5 separate regions of the Mus musculus genome follow, and all the other regions are linked to region 4. The links are chromatin contacts, called in public HiChIP or PLAC-seq and promoter capture Hi-C maps. All regions are on one chromosome and are shown on one strand. Each heading gives the region's core, a stretch centred on a gene start, on an enhancer-like site or on the middle of the called end of the contact. The rest is flanking DNA. Distances are from core to core; before and after follow the strand shown. Region 1 holds the start of Sh3bp1 (SH3-domain binding protein 1). Region 2 holds the start of Card10 (caspase recruitment domain family, member 10). Region 3 holds the start of Mgat3 (mannoside acetylglucosaminyltransferase 3). Region 4 holds the start of Kdelr3 (KDEL (Lys-Asp-Glu-Leu) endoplasmic reticulum protein retention receptor 3). Region 5 holds the start of Elfn2 (leucine rich repeat and fibronectin type III, extracellular 2).

The links. Promoter capture Hi-C pulls out the DNA fragments that hold promoters and counts their contacts. HiChIP or PLAC-seq counts read pairs in DNA pulled down with a chosen protein or histone mark.
Region 1: a contact with region 4 is called in a promoter capture Hi-C map of liver, with 2.3 times the contacts expected there. The contact joins the promoter of Sh3bp1 here to the promoter of Kdelr3 in region 4. A contact is called at or near these places in 2 of 39 promoter capture datasets (embryonic stem cells and liver) and 1 of 9 other capture datasets (liver).
Region 2: a FOXA1 HiChIP or PLAC-seq map of pancreatic cancer cells shows a contact between it and region 4. The contact joins the promoter of Card10 here to the promoter of Kdelr3 in region 4. A contact is called at or near these places in 1 of 39 promoter capture datasets (liver) and 1 of 115 datasets of contacts at active chromatin or transcription factors (pancreatic cancer cells).
Region 3: a contact with region 4 is called in a promoter capture Hi-C map of liver, with 2.7 times the contacts expected there. The contact joins the promoter of Mgat3 here to the promoter of Kdelr3 in region 4. A contact is called at or near these places in 3 of 39 promoter capture datasets (cranial neural crest and liver) and 1 of 115 datasets of contacts at active chromatin or transcription factors (pancreatic cancer cells).
Region 5: a promoter capture Hi-C map of liver shows a contact between it and region 4, with 5 times the contacts expected there. The contact joins the promoter of Elfn2 here to the promoter of Kdelr3 in region 4. A contact is called at or near these places in 2 of 39 promoter capture datasets (both in liver).

Annotation. Positions count from the first base shown.
Region 1 is chr15:78,898,475-78,901,174 of GRCm38.p6, forward strand. It overlaps Sh3bp1 (SH3-domain binding protein 1), which reads left to right and starts at 1,294. Exons shown (of 18, transcript NM_001316684.1): 1 at 1,294-1,487; 2 at 2,672-2,700. The coding sequence starts at 1,429.
Region 2 is chr15:78,801,627-78,804,326 of GRCm38.p6, forward strand. Card10 (caspase recruitment domain family, member 10) reads right to left here and starts at 1,416. Exons shown (of 21, transcript NM_130859.2): 1 at 1,229-1,416; 2 at 755-1,006; 3 at 7-144. The coding sequence starts at 1,358.
Region 3 is chr15:80,172,363-80,175,062 of GRCm38.p6, forward strand. It overlaps Mgat3 (mannoside acetylglucosaminyltransferase 3), which reads left to right and starts at 1,359. Exons shown (of 2, transcript NM_010795.4): 1 at 1,359-1,476.
Region 4 is chr15:79,515,034-79,517,733 of GRCm38.p6, forward strand. Kdelr3 (KDEL (Lys-Asp-Glu-Leu) endoplasmic reticulum protein retention receptor 3) reads left to right here and starts at 1,375. Exons shown (of 5, transcript NM_134090.2): 1 at 1,375-1,607. The coding sequence starts at 1,517.
Region 5 is chr15:78,717,487-78,720,186 of GRCm38.p6, forward strand. It overlaps Elfn2 (leucine rich repeat and fibronectin type III, extracellular 2), which reads right to left and starts at 1,285. Exons shown (of 2, transcript NM_001358692.1): 1 at 918-1,285.

The sequences.
Region 1 (2,700 bases), core at 44-2,543, 620 kb before region 4:
CCTTCTCAACTCCCCATCAGAGAGCCAGGATTCCACTGATGAGAGGCTGTGGCTGTTCCTGGCCAGTATGTTCTGGCTGCAGCAGCTGCTGGGACCCCTCTGGGCTCCTCCCACACTCGATAGGACTTCTTAAATGGGGAAAGCGGCTGAGTGAACACCATGTGCCAGACCTGTGCTGGGTACACAGAGATGTCTGGAGCAAAGGGAAGTCTTTGAGGAGCACACCAACTCTCTACCCCCACACAGTAGGTGCTCAAGTGGTATGGCTCTGAACTGAAACTAAGAGAGCAAAGCTTGGTGTGGTGCACAGGGCTTCCTGTAGTCACCCTTCCCCCTCCCAAGCCTGAAGGGTGCATACTGAAGTCAGCTTGCAGTTGCCCACCGGCTCTCTTGCTCTGTAGCTATGAACACCTATTGTATGCTCAGGCTGGTGTTCAGCGGAACATTTCAAAGAGAAAATCGGGTTTGGGGGTTCAGAGCAGCACCCATACATATCAAGGCCTGACAAGAAGGAAGGGCAGGCGCCTGGGACATTTGCTAAAAGAAATGAGAAAGAGTTTTACAAATAGGGGAAGCGGTCAAAGCTTGGGACTCTTTAAAGTGTAGAGTGACAGGACCTCAAGGGCTGACGAGCAGACCAAGCAGACCAGGGTATCTTGTTTACCCTGTGGCATAGACTGGACAAGGACAGTTGTCCTACCAAGCTACTATACACAATGAATGCAGAATTTTGGGGACTGATCCAAGGACATTAGTATCTGGTAGTCCCAGGTACCCCAAGTTCTGAGCCAGTGGTCCAGCAGGCAAGGGGGATGGTCAGGGAATAGTATGGTGGAGAAGAAGTCCCCAGGCAGCATCCCCTAGTGACTGGCCTGCACAGGTCCTGAAGGCCTGTCCCTTCTAGGCAGCCTTCCTTTCCCTCTAAGAGAGCAAAGGTTGTTTATACCCAGGGCGGTGATGGCAGGAGCAGCTTACCTGCTTCCCGCCACCCGCCGCGGTGACAGGACAGGCTGCGGGAAGGAAGAGCCCGCACTCAACTGCGGACCTCAGAGAGACAGACCGACGGACACTCGGCAGGCGGGTCGGACAACCCGGGGGTCGTTGAGGCCCGGAAGCAGAGAGAGAGAGAGAGAGAGAGAGAGAGAGAGAGAGAGAGAGAGAGAGAGAGAGAGAGAGAGACTCCAAACTTGAGAGAGAGAGAGACTCCAAACTTGGAGAAAGGAGTGACCTGGGGGCCGGGGGCGGAGTCGTGAGCGGGGGAGGAGAGCGCCCGCGCCAGCGCCAGCACCAGCCAGAGGAGCGCGCCGGCCCAGGAAGCCAGAGCGCCGCCCACCCATCCGGGGCGAAGCGCGCGGGGAAGCAGGCTGGGCCGGGGGCTGCCAGCCTCAACCCCCAAGGTGACTCCTCGGCCCCCTGCCCGGACCCAAGATGATGAAGAGGCAGTTGCACCGCATGCGGCAGCTGGCCCACACGGGCAGCTCGGGACGGTGAGTGTCACCCGCTTCTAGCCGTGCTATCGTTTCGCAGGACCTGAGCGAGCGCAGGAGAGTGGGGAACTGGTCACAGAGGTCGAAGATATCTAGGCAGCGGCCCTCTGGCATGCCAGAGCCCTGACCTCGTTTCCTGGGGTCTGAAGTCACTGTGGTCGCACAAGCATAGCTGGCTTTTGCGGGCGGTGGAGGGGGAGCGGGGGAAGGCACCTCCATTCCCGGTTGGAGAGGCTGCTGCAGAGAGCAGAATGCGTCCTGAGCCAAGACGCTGCCTGGAACCTCATTTGTCCCCTCCGGACAATGGGAACAGTTAGCCACCTCTAACTGGAGGGAAGGGGAGGAACGGAGCCGATCGGGGGCCCCAGACCCTGGGGGAAGGGACTGGCAGTGTTCTGGCCTGGGGAGGAGGGGCCTGCTCTGCTCTGGGTGTCCGTCCCCTCCCCCAACCCAGGGGCCTCCTGCCATTTGGTCCTGCTTCTGCTTTTCGTAGGCTCAGGTAGAGACACCCCTTGGTCTCCTCGGTTCCCAGCCCCAAAACTATGGGAGCGGAAGTTTGGGGAGTTTCTCGGAGCCTTTCTTTCTGTCCCTCTTCCCCAGCCTGGGAGTTCCCCATTCTTTGGGCCCAGAGAGGTGACCGTGTATCCAGAAACTTGATCCAGACCTTGCAGTGACACAAACACTTATATGTACCTACGAAGCCAAGCCACTCTGCCCTGAACCCATGTCCCTATGTATCCTTGGGCAGAGTCCCCAGACCTGCCCACAGCTGCAGTCCAATGTCGTATGCCTGTGGGCCTGGCCACCCCGGAGACCAGCTTCCACACTTCCCGTTCTGGGGGCCAGCTTAGGCCTCCTCTTTCCGGGCCAGGCAAACTATTTAGGGGGATGGGGAGATGAGAAACTTTTCCTCTGTCCCGAAGTTGGGCCCTGGGTAGCTCCCTCCTGCTTTTTTCGGTGTCATGGGTCCACCCTCTCCCAGGACACAGCCCTGGGTGGAGGAGGAAGCAGGCATGCATCCTCTTAACTACCATGGAATGTGCTCCAGCTACGATGTGGACGGGCCACCCAGGCTTGGTGGGTCCTGGAAGCATCTTGGGTTCAGGTTCCATGTGCAGGGGTTAGAGGGAGGCAGTGGGTTCCCTAACCCAGACTGACTCATCCAAAGCCCCCTTCCCCCACAGCACCCCGGAGACTGCCGAGTTTTTGGGTG
Region 2 (2,700 bases), core at 166-2,665, 710 kb before region 4:
GCTCACCAAGGATCATGGAGCAGCGTTGGGCAGGTTCCTGGCCAGTGAGCAGCGTGAAGTGTTCTGGGTAGTAGAATTCCAGGGCTTCCAGGAAGGCCTCGAAGCCCCTCTTGCCCCGGCAGCGTAAAATGTCTATGAGGCGCCCTGAGGGTAAAGGTTGTGACAGGGGTCAGGATGAGGTCTTCCCCCAGTGCCCCTGCTCTCCACCCCGACAATGCTCCAGGGCCTACGTTCCCCAGATTTTTGGGCTGTGACACACACCGGGGCCTGTCCCAACACATCAGGGAGCAAAGCTCAGTCTGCCCTGGCTAGGAACACCAGACCCTCCCCAGAGCACCTGCACTGGAGCAGGTCCCCAGCAACCCCTACACACACACACACACACACACACACACACACACACACACACACACACACACACACACGTTACGCATGCCCGGGGGCATCGGATGCCTGCGTTTCCCAGGCAAAATGCTCTCATTGACTTAAGTTCCCTGATACTTTTAGTCCCTCTGACAGTCCTGGTACAAAGACGCCCAGTGGGAGAGGAGCCTCGGAGAACTGAGCCCGGATTTGAGCTCTTGAGAAAAACTGATTCTTTAAGGGATACACAAATGGGACAGAGAGAACCAGAGAGGTCAAAGAGCACAGTAAAGATCCCACAGGGGTCGCCATCGGCACCGGCAACCACATCCAGCTGTCTGCTCTGGAGCGGGCCTAGGAAGGGAGAGGAAACCCCTGGCGGCGGGCTCACCGGTACGGTTAGCGCGGCACGGGAAACGGTAGGTGCTGAGCACCTCCTCCTCGTCCTGTTCGTCCAGGACGCGGCACTGGCGCAGATACGGCGTGAGCTTGGCCGGATTCAGGGCGCGCGTCAGTCGGTGCCGGACGCCCTCGATCCGCTCCCACAGCGCGTCCTCTTCGGCCTCCGACCCCGAACCCGCCCCAGCCTCCTCGTCAGCCTCGCCCGCGTCCGCCCGGCCCTGCATGGCCGCGTCCTCCGAGCCTGCGGGCGACAAGCACGGTGGGCACGGAGCCGCGGTCACCGCACCTGGGCGTCGCCCGCGGGTCCCGGCGCTGTCGGGCTCCGTCTTCCCGGGATCCCAAGCTGCTCTGCCTGCACCCTCCCGGGTCCCCGAGAGGTCACGCCCGCGTCCTCCCGGGCGTCCCGTCGGCGTCCTTTCACGTCCCCACGCTGCTGTCCCGCCCGTGTCCTCCCCGCACTCACCACGGGCGCTGCAGCTGCCCTGAGCTCCCGGCTCTGTGCTCGGCCGACGGCTCCGGAGGCGCGACGGGGCGGTGCCTTCGGGGTCATTGGCTCCGCCCCCAGCCCGGCGGCCTCCCGGGCCACCCAACATTGCCCGCGACCCGCTGCGCTCCGGTCGTCCTCCCGGCCGCTCTGCGGGCCAGCCGCGCCTCCCCACCCCCCACCCCCGCTTCCTGTTTCCCGCCGGCTCTCCGGGCCAGTCCTGGCGGGGTCCGCACGGCCCTCCCACACCTGCCCGGCCCCCGACGGGGCGGAGCCGCCACGCGCGCGCCCACACCCCGCGCGCCACCGCCAGGGCCACTGCCGCCGCTGCTGCTCACCTTGTCCCCCACCATGAGCACAACACCAGCCTGCACCCTCTACAAGCCCGACTCCCGGTGCAGCTGGCCACCCGGAACCCTGAACGCGACAAGTGTCCGCTCCACTAGCCACACACGCCCTGAAGTCAACAGGTCACACCAACTTAGCGAGCTCTGGGCTCGGACCTCATATACAGAGCCCCATCATTCCCACTTAAACTCGCATGGTAGGTATATTCACTCTGCTGAAAGTCACATAATACATATCTGTCTTTCAGGAAATATCTGCAAAGTGTGGGACAGGGCCTCAGAAGCTAGCAGAACTTTCACACGTGTCCATGTTCTGGGATAATGGCCTTACAAGTGTTGAGCAGGACTTCGACCGGAGACAGACTACTCACGTGCCTCTCCCTCCCACAAACACCCTGTGCCTAGGCACTTGAAAGCCCCGGTCAGCTGTGAGTCTCTCTCTGTGTGTGTCTCAGCTTTGCATTCATTTGCATCCTGTTCCCAGCTAGGCCTCTTATCTGCCGGTGACCTGGACAATTGCCCCTCCACAGTCTCAGTGTTCCCGAACACGCTGCCAAGAGCTCACATCTTTCACCAAGCCCAGGACAGCCTGTGTGGGCAGCAGAGGGGAGGGGTCATGGGCACCTTTCCAAAGAAGGGAGTCAGTCCCTGCAAGTGTCCAGACTGACTGCACTTTCATTCCTGAGTCAAGTTGATGGCACACGGGGACCAGGATGCTTGCATTTCTAAATGGCCGTTCCTGCGGGGTGGGAGGGAGTGTGGTTAAAATCAATTACATTTGAAAAGGCAGCGTCAAAACTCCCTTCTGCCTTGGAGACTAATACTCCCACAATAAGGTCCTGTAGTCACATGCTAGAAGCTCTCTGGGCACTGGAAAGTGCCCTCGGGGTGGCGAGAACAGGGTTAAGAGGACACAGAGGATCTGGAAAGATGTGTAGGTCCCCAAAGCCACCCATACTTTCCGAATTAGATGCATCACTCACCCAAGGAAACAAGGTTGACCACAACCCCTGAACAGCCCCTGCAGTAAAGAAACTAGTTTACCTACATAACCTAGTTCCTTTCCCAGCCTTGAAGAACCACAGACTTTTGCTGACTTGGTTT
Region 3 (2,700 bases), core at 109-2,608, 660 kb after region 4:
CCAGCGCCACAATAAGTAAATACATTCAGACAAATTGATAACCTTGAGAGGGAGACAAGTTATAGAGGTGGTGTACTGGTTTTTAGGTCACAACAGAATGCCTCAAATCAAGAAAAAGTGTCAGGGCTGGAGAAATGGCTCAGTGGTTAAGAGCACCCTTCCAGAGAATCTGAGATCAAGTCCCAGCACCCATGTCAGGTGCTTCTGACTGCAATCCAGCAGGGCTCTGGGGATATTTAGATCATTTAGAGCCGGGTGTTGGTGGTGCACGCCTTTAATCCCAGCACTCAGGAGGCAGAGGCAGGCAGATCTCTGTGAGTTCAAGGCCAGCCTGGTCTACAGAGTTGAGTTCCAGGACAGCCAGGGCTACACAAGAGAATCCCTGTCTTGAAAAAACAAAATAAATAAATCTATCATAGGTGACCTGAGTGCTAGAGATGCCCATTATAAGCAGCATCCTGGGGGTGGGGGGTGGGGAAGAAGAATGGAGAAACCTCCAAGTCTGGGGTTGAATCCCAGATCCAGCACATTCTGTCACCCTCTGCGCCTCATGGGTGGCTTTGTGCATTGATGAAGAGGGTGGAGGCAGAAGGATGTACAGAGGCCAACACATCCGAGCAAGACACAAACTAGCACGGACACTGTGTCGACCCAGTACCCAGTGTTTTAGACGCTTTCCTGTACCAGGCCTCTGCATAGGGCTACAGTGATGTACACACCGGTCAGGACTTTGTCACACCACCACACAGGAGGCCTGTGCCCCCAGCCACAGTATGCCCACAATCACGCCACAGTACGGATCTATCTACACACCCCATGCACATAAGGGCCAATCTATCACACGCTGCAGAACACAGACACACAGATCCACTCACACGCAGAGCCCGACAAGCACTTTGGCCAGCTCCGCCTCACACAGCACACACACCCGCACAGGACGCCCGGGCAGTGGGCCGGCGCACGCACGGTCACAGGCAGGGCACGCGCACACTCGCGCGTCCGATTGCTGCGCACACACACACACACAGAAACACACACATACACACGAAAGAGGCGCGGGGCGGTGGCGGGAGCTCGCGGTCCAGGCGCCCCTGGCCCGGAGCGCGCAAAGCCCGGCTGGCGGGGGAGGGGACGCGGCCGCGCGGGGGCGGGGCGGGGGCCGGCGGGAGCGGGCACCTCCAGCGCAGCGCTCGGCCTCGCCGCCGCGCCCCCGCTACCGCCCCGGGGTGCAGTCAAGCGGCCGCGCCGGGCCCGCGGGACGGGGTGGAGGTGGGGTGGGGGGCGGGGATCGGGCCGGGCCCGGGCCGCGCTGCCTGCGATGCCGGGCGCCCGCCGCAGCCGCCGCCGCCGGAGCCCGGGATGGGGCGAGGAGAGGCTGCGGCGGACGCCAGCATCTCCCCGCCGGGGACCCCGGGGGCCCCGGAGCCGCCGCCGCCGCTGCTTCTACCGCCGCTGCTGAGACCCAGCGGACGATGGGTGAGTTGACCCTGGAGCCGGGGACCCGCGCCGCAGCCCTGCATCTTCCCCGCACCCCAGGCCTCGCCTCCGCGTCCTCCCCACTCCCGTCTCCCCCCGTGGTGGTCCCGCAGCCCCGGGGGCGGGGGCATGGGGCCGAGTAGGGGCGAGATGTGGGGGACTGCTTAACCGGCGCCCCCTGCCCCCACCCGCCTGCTCTCCGCAGCTCTCCGTGGCCGCGGGGCAGAGCCTGGCGCGGCGACCCCCTCCCTTGGCTGGACCGGGGTGGGGTGGGGGCGTCCCGAGGCGCGGAGCTCCAGCCATGCTTTGTGCGCTGCGCTCCCTTCCACCTCCGGCGCAGCTCGGGGCTGGGGGCGCGAGGCCTCAGCTCTTGCCTTCCCCACCCCCGATCCCGGGCTGCTGCGGCTGCTGGCCGAGGCCCAGGCGCGGTTGGGGTGCTGGGCGAGTGTGGGGGCTGTGGCTGGAGCTGTAACTACAGCTGCCTTAGTGGGGAGCAGGGAAAAGCTTAGCATGAGAGGCCCCCACCTTCTACTGGGGAGGGGTCTCCCTCTCTTTGCACTGCACTGCCCAGGGCGGAGGAGGGCTCCTGGCTGGGGGAGGGCGCTATAAATATCTACAAATAGTTCTAGAACCGGGCTGGGGTGGGGAGGGGAGCTTGCTTGGTTGTGCTAGTGGCGGGGGTGCCTGAGCTGGGGCGCAGCATCTCTGACTGCTGCGCCCCAGTCATCTCCGATGGCCTGAGGTCTGATGATGTTCCCTCGCCTGCGGAACTCAGAAGGGGGATGTAGGCAGGAACATTTTCCCTACTGGGATTTTTCTGTGGTCCTCCATCATCTCTGGGACACGGGTGCAGAAATGCCTTCATGGGGGATTGACCTGGAGGGACACAGTTATTAAAGGTCCAGGCAATGAGCCAACCGTGAGGATGACAGGGAGAGCAAGACAAGGCTCTCTCCTTCTGGGAGCTGGCAACTCCAGGATTATTAGTGCTGCCCAACGCTAAGGAGATAGGCAGGGTTTCTGGGAAAGTTAGAAAGAGGGGCTCTTTGCTCTAGGGAGGAAGAACCTACTGGAAGACGGAAAAGTTCCCAGGGCTGAAGAAATAGTAAGAGAAAGGACCGAGAGATGTGCTCTCTGGTGTGTTGAGAGATGGTGTGTAGCATGGTGGGACACTGAACCACGAGGAGAAATGAGCTGAAGAGTGGGTATCCATGTGTGGCCAGC
Region 4 (2,700 bases), core at 125-2,624:
GCTCCTCCCTGCCAGAGTAAGCAGGGAGTAAGAAGACTCAGAACAAGAAGAGCAGCCTTCGAGAGATTTAGACCAACTGAGGCACCTGGGAAGGATATTCTCCAACCTGCTGAGCTGCCTGCAGGCAGTGGGAAGAGCTCCAGGTTCCCAGCTTGGTGAGCTGTCACCCATGCTGGGTGGGCTTTGGTGATGCAGCTGTCTCTGAGTCATTCCTGCTCCTGTAAGCAACCCTTCACCCATATTCCTCTAAGTAACTCCAGCAAAACTCATTAATTCATGAAGCTGGATATTGGTACTATCTGTACTTTAGGCTGTCGTGGGCTCCCTATCTGGGGTGAGCAGACAAGTGTGTTTCATCTCCCCAGGAAAGGTGTGTGTGTGTGTGTGTGTGTGTGTGTGTGTGTGTGTGTAGATTCACAGCAAGCTGCCCAGGGTCCCCCATGCTGCACCCCCCAGGCAGTGCTACTGGTCACATGCAAAGCCTCCCAGAACTGCTTTGTGCGGGGAGTAATGGTAAAGCAATGGAGGCCAGGAAAGAGTTGGCGAACACCGTAAGCAACAGATCTTCATCCTGCCGAAGCCTCTCCTGCACACAGAGGGAGCCAGACGAAGCCATTTCTTTAGGAAGAAACCAGCTACAGGAGGGAGGGGGGCTGGGATCAAGGAGAAGGCAGAAAGGCCCTTGGTTTATCGGTTCCATAGCTATAGATTAATAGACCTGTGCCCAGAGAGGATGCTTCACATAGCAATGGAGGCCTCCAGCCCACCTAAGATTCTTCCTACTCTATCCTGCCTGCCTCTATGCCGTGCTTGGAGTTTTTCCTGGTCAGTGAAGTTCTTTCCAGTGTCTTCCCACATGAAGAAGAGGGGGGCAGAAATGAAGGCGGTGGGCATCCCCAACACACTCAGCCTCTTTTACACCATTAGCATCTCCCTTGTAGTCAATACTGAAGCCCAGAAAGGGGACTCAGAGTCAGCCTCTCTCCCCACCGGAAACCATCAACAAGGTTATCTCAGAGCTAGCTCAGGTTATCTCAGAGTTTAACAGGTGATGGCTCCTTTCAGCACCACTTCCCGGGAGTTCCAACCTGGGAGGTCTTCCGCGGCTGAAAGCCTGCTTCCACCACCCAGGGCCCAACAGAGCTATGAAAGTCAGGACTTGAAGTGAGTGCCAGGCCCTGACTGTGGTTTCTGGGGATGAGAGGAACACTTGGTGCCTACGCAGGACCAGAGAGGGAGGGGCTCGGCTTGGGCCAGCAGCGGCTGTGTAAGCTGCCCCGCCTGTCGGCGTGGGGACGTGAGAAGCGCTGCTTCCTGGCTCCTGTCCCGCGCCTGGCCGCCCCGCCACGTCACCGCGCGGCCAAGGGTGCGCGCGGCGGGAGCGCGCCAGCAAGGAGGCGCGGCACCGGCCTGGGGCACCGCGAGGAGCAGGGACGGGGACGTGGCAGCGCCCCGCGCAACAGAAAGTTCCCTGGGAAGTTCTGCGCGACACGGCGCGGGAGCGGCGGGCGGGACCATGAACGTGTTCCGAATCCTCGGGGACCTGAGCCACCTCCTGGCTATGATCTTGCTCCTGGTGAAGATCTGGAGGTCCAAGAGCTGCGCCGGTGAGCGGCGCCCGGGGCGGGGCGGGACCGGACCATGGTGAGGACTTAGGCTCAGAGGGAAGCCGGGCGCGCGCGCTTCCAAAAACTTCAGCGAAGTTTTTCGACATCAGAGGATCCGGGAGATTATGAGGGAGCGTGGCTTCTGTCTCCATGAAGAGCCCTACCTCACGCTTCTCGCCCTATCCTTAACTGGGCAGCTGGCAGTATCACGGCTGCTGGGCGAGGAGTGGAGGGGGACCTTCCCCTGGGAGGAGACCATATTTGAAGTCGCCTTAGTCGTCGAGTCTTCATTCTCTCCTGCCTTTTATTTCCCCAGAGAGAGCCTTTTCCTGCCAGCTGGTGATATCAGCCTGGCCCAGGGATGTGGAGCTGGCTCTGAGTGGAAGGCGTTGGAGGGGCTCGCGATTTGTCTACAGGTCTAGCGGCCTTGCTGGGATGGGAAATATCTGGAGGCTGGGTTGATGATTTCAGTCCCCGGGTTAATAAGAAGCTGCCCATTGTCTTTCAGCCATCTCCGTTCCTAGCGTTCCCTGCCTGTCCCAGGCATGCAATTGAGTGTGAGCTCAGACTCTACCAGAGCTGGGGAGGCAGAGAGCAGCTGAGGGCTACGTGGACAGAGAGGATGGGCAGGGTATGTGCTCAAGGTACAGGGTACGGTGTTGAGAACACCCGTGCAAATACGTAGAAGCCACAGGGCATAGGGCATGTCCTGGGAAGGACACAGGAGGAAGAGGAATCCAGAAGGTAGGATGGACTAATGGTGAAAGGCTTTTTCCGGTCACATTCGGGATCCAGGATGAAGGAAACCATCGAAGAAGTAGGAGCAGAGGCAGAGGCTCAGCAGGTCTCTTGAGACTCCGGAAATGGAGGTTGAGAGCATTTTGAGATGTCACCTGGGAGGCTGATCAGGAGAGGGACTTGGTTGAGTATGGATCAGACACATTTTGGATCCAGTGGCTCTGGACTGAATTAGACGTTACCGGGGGTTTGTAGTAGTCAGTTGCCTGAGAGATCGTCTCTCACGGCCCTTCTGCTTGCTGGGCCTGTGACTTTGCTTTAGAGGTCCGGGGTAGGATTGGGGGAGTGCTTGTTA
Region 5 (2,700 bases), core at 35-2,534, 800 kb before region 4:
AGAGAGAGAGAGAGAGAGAGAGAGAGACGCACACAGGCACATACAGACACACAGACACATACAAGCTCTCTCCCCTCCAAATATTCCAAGGAAGCCCTGCTGAGCCACAGATTGTGTGTGTGTCTGTGTGGCAATGGGGGTCTATCCTGAGTCAATACACATCCTTTCCACATGCATATACCACCCCACCAGCCAACACACCCACCCTCTACCCCCTCCTAGCCAGTAGCAGTACACACACACACACACACACACACACACACCACTAGGCAATGGTGGGGCTCAGTCAGAGCTGCAGTCTGTCCGTTTATGCTGGTGCTTCTGTCCCACACCAGCCCTGCCGAGGGGAAAAAAATCCAAGTCCTTGCAAGGGTCCCAGCATACCCTAACTCTGGTCCCCCTACTACATTCACAGTGCCCCTGAGAGATAGGGGGCAAGTCGAAAGCCGGTCCCTTCCCCCTGGGCTAGAGATCTAGCCACCCTGTGAAGCCCCCCTTACCAGTGAGATGAATTCCTTGACCCGCCACGACTCAGTGAAAAGCGGGCCGGAGCTCTGGTTCGCCAAAATGGGGGCCAGAGAGGTGCGGCGTGGTACTGGCTAGCAAAACCCTGCTCAAGCTTCTGCATCACCACCGCGAAAATGTTCACCTCGACGCTCGTCCTCCCTGCCCTCCCACCACGCCTCCGCCCAGCCTCTCCCCCACCACCTTGCGCAGGGTGGTCCCTTGGGGGTCTTATGGGGGATCCCCAGACCAAGAAGAACCAAGAAGAGTGGCTCTCCCTGCCTCATCCTCCCCTCCCAGGTCCCTTTCCAAGCCCCACCCCCGCTGGCGGCCAGGGAGCCCTCAGCTCAGCCTGGATTCCCGGGGTCCCCGCCAGCCGCCTGCAGCACTCGGATCCGGAGGAATCCACTCACCTCCAGTCCTGACTGGGATCCGAGCGGGATGCCACCACCTCCCGGCAGCGGCTGCTGCGGGGCCTGCGCCGGAGAGCGAGCGTGAGCGCGGGTGCGAGTGTGCGCGGCGGCCGGCCGTGGCTCTGTGCGTGTCGTGTGTCTGTGGCGTGGCCCGGGCGTGTGTGTCTGTGAGCGTGCGTGTGCGCGCAGACACTGCCACCCCCGCCTCCCGCCGCGTAGGGCTGCTGCCCGCAGAGGGCCCGGGTGCTGGGCGGAGGACCTCAGGGGCTGGCGATCACTGCGTCTGTCGGTCCGTCCGGCTCTGTAGCCAGATCCCTTCACAGGCCTCTCTCCGCTGCAGACCCTCCCGCCCCTCCGCCGTCTGCTTCCACGGCCACAAGCGCGCTCCCAGACACACGCCACGGGGCGGGGGCCGCGCTGGGCTCTGGCGCTACTGCAGCTGCAGCGCCCTGTGAGGTGGCTGCACCGCGGACCGCCAAGCCCCGGGCACCCGCCGAGCGCGCCCCCCGGCCCCGCCCCACCTCGGCCACCTCTCTCCGGGCTATGTCTCAGTTCACCCCACCACCGCCTCCTCCAGCTCATTCAACAGCTGGAGGCAAAGTTGCCCCGGGTGCAGCGCCCTGCTCGAGGACAATCTCATCCCCAACCCCGCTTCCCCCCTTCCCATGCCCGAGCACCCCTTTCCGCCTGCGCCCTGACCCGGTGTTCCGCGTGTAACCACTGGAGAGCACTGCGGTGGAGCTGCTGCGTTCCCATTTTGCAGGCGGGACAGCTGAGGCGGGTGAGCAGAGTGCTTGCCCAAAGTTTATACAGCGAGTCCGAGTCCGTGGAGTCTCCCAATTCTCCCTGCCTCCAAACCAAGGCATTTGGCTACCCCTCGCTGCCTTACCCCATCCCCGGGAGCATATTGGGCTCTGTGGCCACAAAGAGAAACTTCCTAAGGCCTTCCTGGCCACAGCTTAAGCTCCGCTTCAAACACAGACACCACCACCATCACCACCACCACCACCACCTGCAAGGGAGTCTCCCTGCAAGGCAGCGGTAGTTGAGGCTCTGCACCCGAAGCTGGGCACACAAGCAGCTGGTGGGAGTCTGGGCTGATGTCAGGAGTCTCCTCCAGCCGTTGTGACCCGCCAACCCAGACAGTTGAGCTCTGCCGCCGCCAGACTTTGTGCTTCGCAATCACTTTTCCGGGCCGCATTCACCAGAGCCTGTCCTCAGGTGGTGCACAGCGACTCAGCCCGGCTGCTGGAACTCCTAACAGGCCTGGGCTGAGTCTGGACAGATGAATGGGAGCTGATGGGTAGGAGTTGCTCAGCTGAAGGAAGTGGAGAAGGGTATCCCAGACTGCGGGAACGACATGTGCAAAGTCACAGAGGCGGAAAGCATCCTGGTGTACTTAGTACAGAGGGACCCGTGGAGTTGGGTAGCACTAGAGCAGAAAGAAATGCTGTACAAAATCGCCTCGCTCTTGTCATCCGAGGACAGGAAAGTAGCCCAGGATAGGACCAGAAGGGTAGATAAGCGCTGAGACCCAGGCCACCTGTTATGTCACAATTTAGAGAGACTGTGGGGTGTCTCACCTCTAAGCCTCCCGACCTGTACCTTTTTGAGTGGCAGGCGCATTTCTTCCTACCCATCCTTCAGATCTTCTTTGCAGACCCAATGAAACCTTATGCTGCCTCTGTCTACTAACCTAATCCCCTTCCCCGAAGAGGGACCATAAGAACTCAGGGTTCCCTAACCGAGGCTAGGCACCGAGGTGGGTCCAGCTCCAGTAGCA